2 separate regions of the Mus musculus genome follow, and region 2 is linked to region 1. A link is a contact called in public ChIA-PET data. All regions are on one chromosome and are shown on one strand. Each heading gives the region's core, a stretch centred on a gene start, on an enhancer-like site or on the middle of the called end of the contact. The rest is flanking DNA. Distances are from core to core; before and after follow the strand shown.

Region 1 (3,685 bases), core at 837-3,336:
TGCATTGGTGTTTTGCCAAAGTGTATGTCTATGTGTATAAAGGTGTCCAATCCCTGCAGTTACAGAAGTTGTAAACTGCCATGTGTACTGGGTACTGGGATTTGAAGCTGGGTCCTCTGGAAGAACAGCCAGTGTTTTTATAACTACTGAGCCATTTCTTCAGCCCTATGATATAATTTTTTAACACTGAAATTTACGTCCACTTGTAGATTGAAGAGATGGCTCAGTAGTTGCAGACACTTTGCCCCCAAGCCTGAAACACCCATAGGATGACGTCCTTTCTCTTCCATGAGCACTCAGTACCACATACACACAACAAACAAATGTAAATAAAAAAGAAATATATATATATATATAAACTATTTTTGGTCCATTTGAAACTACTCTGATGCTCATATTGGGTACCATTGTTTTTTACCTAAATTACTAGGCGACTGCACAATTCCAATCCATGTTTTAAGAGCTGATAGGAGAGACCTTCAATATACTGTTTCTTCTGAGACAATCTCCTATAATCTAGGTTCGCCTCTAATGCACTGTGCAGTGGAGGACGGCCTTGAACTCTTTAATGTCTTGCCTTAGTTTCCTGGGTGCTGGGATTACAGGCACATTGCCGCCATGCCGCTGCCTCTCAAATGACTTTTTTTTTTTTTTCCCTGTTCTGAGGACCAGGCAGACACCCAGGGTCTCATGCAGGCAGTCTATTAACTAAGCTGCAGCCTTAACCCCTTCAATGAAATTGAAAACATTTTGTCATGTTGACTTCACATGACACGGCTATTTTTTTGCTTGTTTTCTTTCTTTTTTTTTTTTAAAGATTTATTTATTTATTATATGTAAATACACTGTAGCTGTCTTCAGACACACCAGAAGAGGGAGTCAGATCTTGTTACGGATGGTTGTGAGCCACCATGTGGTTGCTGGGATTTGAACTCTGGACCTTCGGAAGAGCAGTCAGGTGCTCTTACCCACTGAGCCATCTCACCAGCCGGTTTTCTTTCTTTCTTTGTTTATTTATTTATGGTTTTTCGAGACAGTGTTCCTCCTGTGTAGCACTGTCACTCTCTCTGTAGACCAAGCTGGGGTTAAAGGTGTGTGCCATCACAGCCGGCTAACAGAGCTGTACTTGAACATGCTTGTTTTCATTTTGTGTACCTACAATGCTGTACTCTGCCTTCTCCAGTTTCCTGATTAGAACGTCACAACGATCATGTTAGTGATATTGACCTATTACTACACGGTGCCACAAAGAACCCAAACATCACAGTACTGAGATTTATATTTTTCTGCTTTTGAGACGTATTTGGGGTGGGAGCAGATTTCTGGGAAAAGTGAATACCCTTCTCTGAGTACTGAATTGCTCTTAACGGAAGAATACACTTCGAGGTAACAGTTTACTGTAGTTTAACCCCACCACCTCCTTCTGAAGGAGCAGTAGATCTGGGGTCCTGTCCTATTAGAATTAGAAATGAGTTTCCCTAAGAATAGGATAAGGTTTAAAAATCGGTAATAATAAGAATATTGAAACAATATTTGGGTAGCACTGCCCAACCATTCTCTTATTTTTTCTTCAATAATCTAACATGGTATACTAAATTTTGCCAAAGTGACGAAAAACACCAAGCGTGGTTGCAACGATAGCTGAGTCTGATTTGATGGCTCCCCATCCTAGGTTTTTTCATATTCTACAGGACTACGACAAATCCGCGCAGTCCGAGGAGCTAGAAATTCTACATCATCGCCAGGACCAGTTCCCAGCCCACTTCCGCGTCCTCAGTTTACCTCTGCCGACCTCGGGATTCCCACAAGGCTGGCCTAGGGGTCTCCAGAGCGGCATGGCGAGGCCGTCATCGTCTCCAGCCAGACCAACGACCTGGCGGCCCGCACAACCCGACCTCTCCTTACCTGAGGCCAGAGGCCGCCAGGTATCCAAGGCCGCGCGCCGAGAAGGCGTGGCTCCGGGCCCCGAGTGACTTCCGTCGTGGCGTGATGACGACAGCGCGACAGACGTGCTGTGTCTGGTGGCTGCGGACGCTGGGGGCTGTTGGGTAGGGGTTCGGGGCTAGCGCTGGGCTGGCCCGTTTCCCGGTAAAGACTGTATCCAAACTGAAGGAGTCACTTTTTAATAGGGAACCTATATTGTTCATTTGCTAGCAACTGCTATTAAAGACCAATAAGATGGTAGGTCCCCAGGCCGGGAATTCCGGCCTGCCTATGGGCGGGGACTGCTGCGGCAAGCCACGCCCCGGCCTGGCCTGGACGCAGGTTCCGGGCAGGCTCTTGCCGGGTAGCGATCAGGAGACCTAAAATGCCAGGTCTTACCAAAATTTAGAAGTAGAAGCTGGGGTAGGGAGTGGTGACGCGCCGGAGATGTAGTACTATTGTGGAGCTGGGGAAGCGTTTCGGGAAGAGGTACTGGCTTGGGCCAACGGTTGCCATGGAAACGGGAAACACGCTTGCTTCCGCAGAGGCTTCACTGAGAGAGGGCTGTCTGTGGCTTTGTAGTCAAAGCCTCTGCAGCCTCAAAACTTGGAGCAGGCACATGTAGGAAGCTCAGCAGTTTTTATTTTCATCTATGTCTTAATACAGAGCAGTATGCGTTAAGGATATTAAAATACACAAGTTTTAAGGCACTTTTCACGACTGTGGTTATGACGATTTTAGAAAGTGGGAAAGAGTGTGAAAGAGAACGATCTCTTCTCTCCCACTGAAGATCAAATCCAGAGCCTTCCACATCGTGAGCTGTACCATTGAGTTAAGTCTCAGCCAGGAAACTTTTCTAGTGGAGTGCTGCAGAATTGAATAGAGTGTGCAATTAAGGATGCAAATGATCAAGTGTGCAATTAAGGATGCAAATGATCAGGATCTGGACTTGGGCAAGTCACGGGATCATTCGGTACTGTAAGTGTACTAGAAGTGCCAGGACACCAGACCGGGAGCAGCTCCTGGAGCAGTTCTCTCACTGTACCAAGTTGCAGAAGGAGCTTGAGGGTTTTAGAGTCAGCTGCTCCGAAGTCCGGTGTCTGAGAAATGACTTGTATCTGGTGAACTTGAACATGCTGCTTAATTGGAGCATTTTCTACGTGTAAATTGAGGATAGATTCTAAAGGTTTATTATGAGGATTATGGATTGAATTGAGATGGCTCAGCAGGTAAAAAGGCTGAGCCTGACATCCTGAGTTAAATCCCCGAGTCCCACATAATCGAAGTAGAGAACCGATTTCTGTAAATTGTCCTCTTGACCTCTACAAGTATTCTGTGGCATGTTTATGCGCGCGCGCACACACACACATACAAATATGAATCTCAATCTCTCTCTCTCTCTCTCTCTCTCTCTCTCTCTCTCTCTCTCTCTCTTGCTCTGTTTGTTTTTTTTCAAGACAGGGTTTCTCTGTGTAGCCCTGGCTGTCCTGGAACTCACTTTGTAGACCACGCTGGCCTCAGACTCAGAAATCTGCCTACCTCTGCCTCCCAAGTGCTGGGAGGTGTGCGCCACCATCGCCTGGCCAAATACGAATTTCAAAAGGATATATTTTAGAACACTATGTATACAGTGTTCTGCCTACATGTATGACTGCACACCAGAAGAGGGTACCAGACCTCATTATATATTGTTATGACCTACCATGTGGTTACTGGGAATTGAACGCAGGATCTCTGGAAGAGCAGCCAGTGCTCTTAACCT
Region 2 (3,394 bases), core at 276-2,775, 630 kb before region 1:
TGTACATTTTTAAGGGATGGGAACCCAAAGCAGGGGGTAGTGGGGAGCCTCAGTATTATCTAATTGTATTTTGATATTATGGGTACCTATTGGAGACTGGGCTGTATCCTGGGCACCTGGCTTCAAGGTCATTAATTCAGCTCTTGGAGTCAAGTCTTCTGGACTCTGGCCCGGAATTTTAGAATGATAAGGGAACAGAGGAGTGGGCGAGCTGCATGTAGTCAATTAGTGCATAACAGGCAATGGTTATAGGTTTTTATAACTTATGCATGTTGGCTCAGATAACAGTAGTTTCTATATTCTTTACTGGTTAACAGACAAGAAAACATTTGGACAAGTGGGGTAGGCATTCGGAGCAGGACCTTGTTTGGCCCGGCCTTCAAGGAGGGGAAGTTGTCCCTGAAATATCTGGACTCAGACAATTGTTTTCAACCGAGGTTGCTGAGCTGTTGGTAAAGTCCCCAGCTCCCCCAGGGCCTGAGACCTTGAATTTAGAAAACGAAAACGGTAGTACTTAGCATAAGTTTCTTTTGCTTGTTCCCAACAAAATGAGGACATGACTGCTCCAAGGTATGGCTGAGGAGAAAATTTTTATTATAGATATGAGAACGAGTACAGCCAGAGGCATCGGGAAGAGTCTAGGACAGGGAAAGTAGTGAGCTGAACCTGGCCAGCAGACTGACCCCCGCGGAGGGAGGGGGCAGGGGGAAAGGGGGGCAGGGGAAAAGAGGAAGGGGGAAAGGGGAAGGGGAGACAAGGCTGGAGAAGTTTCCGGTAGGGTGTGGGGTAAGAAGAGTGGCTTTTTTGTTCGTCTGAAACTCTATGTAGCACAGGATAGTTTTGAACTCCTGATCCTCCAGCCTCATCCTCTTTAGTTCTGGGATTACAGATGCTAACTGATTATTGAATGGCCCAACATAGCCTGTTTGCCTCTGAGTTTGCCAACATTCCATCTCTCAATAATCACAAAGTACTGCCCAGCCACGACTTAACAGTCTGTAGGATCTTTATTTAATTCGGATGTAGCTTCTTCCGAGGATAAGTGCAGTTCGTAGGGAACATGCTGTCTTTCTGCACCTTTATGTTGCCTCTGACCACCAGCGCCCCAAGCGAGCCCGGAGTTGTATGCCACGAACCCTCTACGTCCTCTGCCACCCCAGCAGTCTTAGGCTCCGCCTTCTCCCCCTCCGTGGGCGGGGCCACCCAATGACGTAAACTGGGCGTCCTGCGAAGGGCGGGCCCTGTTTCCGGCTTGAGGATCCGTCGCGTTTCTGAGGCGACGCCTCAGTCAGCAGTTAGGATCCGCTCGGAGCGGTCGGTCTCGGCCCCGGCGTCACCATGGGGGCCGTCCTCGGCGTCTTCTCCCTCGCCAGCTGGGTGAGTCCCGAGGCCTCGGCCGTCCGGGGCCTGAGGCGCGCAGGGGGTGGGTGTCGGGCCGCCCGAGGCGGACCCTCCACTCTCTGAGGCTAACAGAGAGGAGCGGGCAGGCCCAGGGTCCAGGCCCGGTAGCCGTCGTCCCGGAGTCGGGGTGCGGCGGCTCGGCTGGCTCTCGCTGTGGGCGGAGGGTCGCGGGAGGCCGGACCGCCATTGTTTACAATTTCGACGCCCCGCCCCCGCCAGCCTTCCGGACCCAGGGTTCCCGCGGCCAGGCGACGCCGAGGTTCCACGGCGCGGGTTCCTGAGTGGCTAGAGGATGGCGTCAGGGAATTTAGGGCCACTGTAGTCATTTTTCTTCATAGTTCGGCATATGCCAGCGCTACTGAGTGGGGTTGGGAGCGGGGCTTTTAAGTCAGCCCTGCTGCAGGTCGCGAGCAAAAGGCGTTTAATTAGAAGCCCCGCGGCCTAAATATTTTCGAATTAAACACCCTAGCATTCCTCTCCTCCAGAACTGTTGTGAGGATAAAGTAAAGAAATTAGTCCGATTCCCCTTGTCAATGGTAAAACGTTTTTAGAAGTTAATTTTAGGATCTCTTTAACCTAAGGAATAATCTAACAAATCTGCCTCAGAGGAACTTGGTAGCTTGAACCACAGTGCCTAATTGTTTTCTCCTTCCCGAGCTGATGTAATGAACCAAGGACTCAGGCTCTGCTCATGTCAATGGCATGTCTCAGGGCAGAAGTAATGTCGAAGATATCTTGTATATTTTTCTCCTCCTGGTTTAAAACCATAATTTGAAAATATCCTATCCAGGTGTTCATATCTAGAAACTCCTTGCATATATTGTTAATTCAGTTTTTACCCAGTAGGGGGTTAGGATACCAGAGTGGAATGAGAGAAGAGTACGAAATTAAAGGCTGTGGAGGGCCATGGCAGATCATTTGTTATTTGTTTTGAGACCCTGTCTCAAAACAGGGAGGTGCAAATTACAGTTTATGGGTAGGTTTTTAGAGGCTGTGGGTTTAGTCTCCAATTGCCACTATCCACCCCCATCTCCCATCCCACGCCAAAAAAGGGGGACAGAATATCAGGGAGCCAAATCATGCAGATACCCACTGTATGCCTTTATTTTTTAGGCAATCTCTTTGGTCATTCTGGGTGTTTAAGATTGCACCCAGGACCTTGTTTGTCCAAAGCTTATCTCTGAGAGCTCCTCCAGCTACACCTCCAGTCCAGTCTGGATTAAAGATTTCAAAGGACTTTTGTACGTGTTTAATTTTTGCCTTATTGAGATAGGTCACCAGATCTCCCTGAGTATCCCATGCTGGCCTTTCATTCACAGTTCTCCTTATTGGGATTGTAGGAAGGTGTTACTCCTGGCAAAGAAGTTTGGCCTTTACTTTTTTTGAAATATGGTTTTACGTTGTAGCCCAGGTTGGCCTTGAACTTTTAGCAATCCTCCTACCTCAGCCTAGTGCCGAAACTACAGATGTGAGTCCCCACTACTGGCATGTCTTAGTAAAATGCTTCACATTATTATTACTTGGGGCGGCGGGGTGGGGGTGGGGGCAGGATTTCACTCTGTTAGCTCAGCCTGTCTAGAACTGCAGATCCTTCTGCCTCAGCCTCCTGAGTGCTGCGGTTACAGAAGTATGCCACTTTCCTGGCTTTTTTTTTTTTTTTTTTTTTCCTGAAAAGAGTGTATCTGTGGAAGACTGAGTTTTGGTGATGAGTAACTCAGGTGATTAGGTCTTGCTGAAAGACCCCCCGAGACGGGTAGTCGATCAATCTGAGGAGACCCTCCCAAGGAACAGCGAGACCACGATTCGGATGCAAACAACAAGAGGCTTTATTGGTAACACGGGTACCCGGGCGACTCAGTCTATCGGAGGACTGGCGCGCCGAGTGTGGAGTTTTTACTCCTTTTATAGGGCTGGGGAGCAAAAAGCGCGGGTACAGAAGCGAGAAGCGAGCTGATTGGTTAGTTCAAATAAGGCTAGGGGAAAGTCCCGGCCA

The links. ChIA-PET counts read pairs in DNA pulled down with a chosen protein or histone mark.
Region 2: an RNA polymerase II ChIA-PET map of memory CD8 T cells shows a contact between it and region 1, with 12 read pairs. The contact joins the promoter of 0610039K10Rik here to the promoter of Ift52 in region 1. A contact is called at or near these places in 1 of 39 promoter capture datasets (cranial neural crest) and 1 of 115 datasets of contacts at active chromatin or transcription factors (memory CD8 T cells).

The regions. Positions count from the first base shown.
Region 1 is chr2:163,015,754-163,019,438 of GRCm38.p6, reverse strand. It overlaps Ift52 (intraflagellar transport 52), which reads right to left and starts at 2,086. Exons shown (of 13, transcript NM_172150.5): 1 at 1,906-2,086.
Region 2 is chr2:163,642,981-163,646,374 of GRCm38.p6, reverse strand. 0610039K10Rik (RIKEN cDNA 0610039K10 gene) reads right to left here and starts at 1,525. Exons shown (of 1, transcript NR_028113.1): 1 at 575-1,525. It overlaps Serinc3 (serine incorporator 3), which reads left to right and starts at 1,232. Exons shown (of 10, transcript NM_012032.4): 1 at 1,232-1,377. The coding sequence starts at 1,339.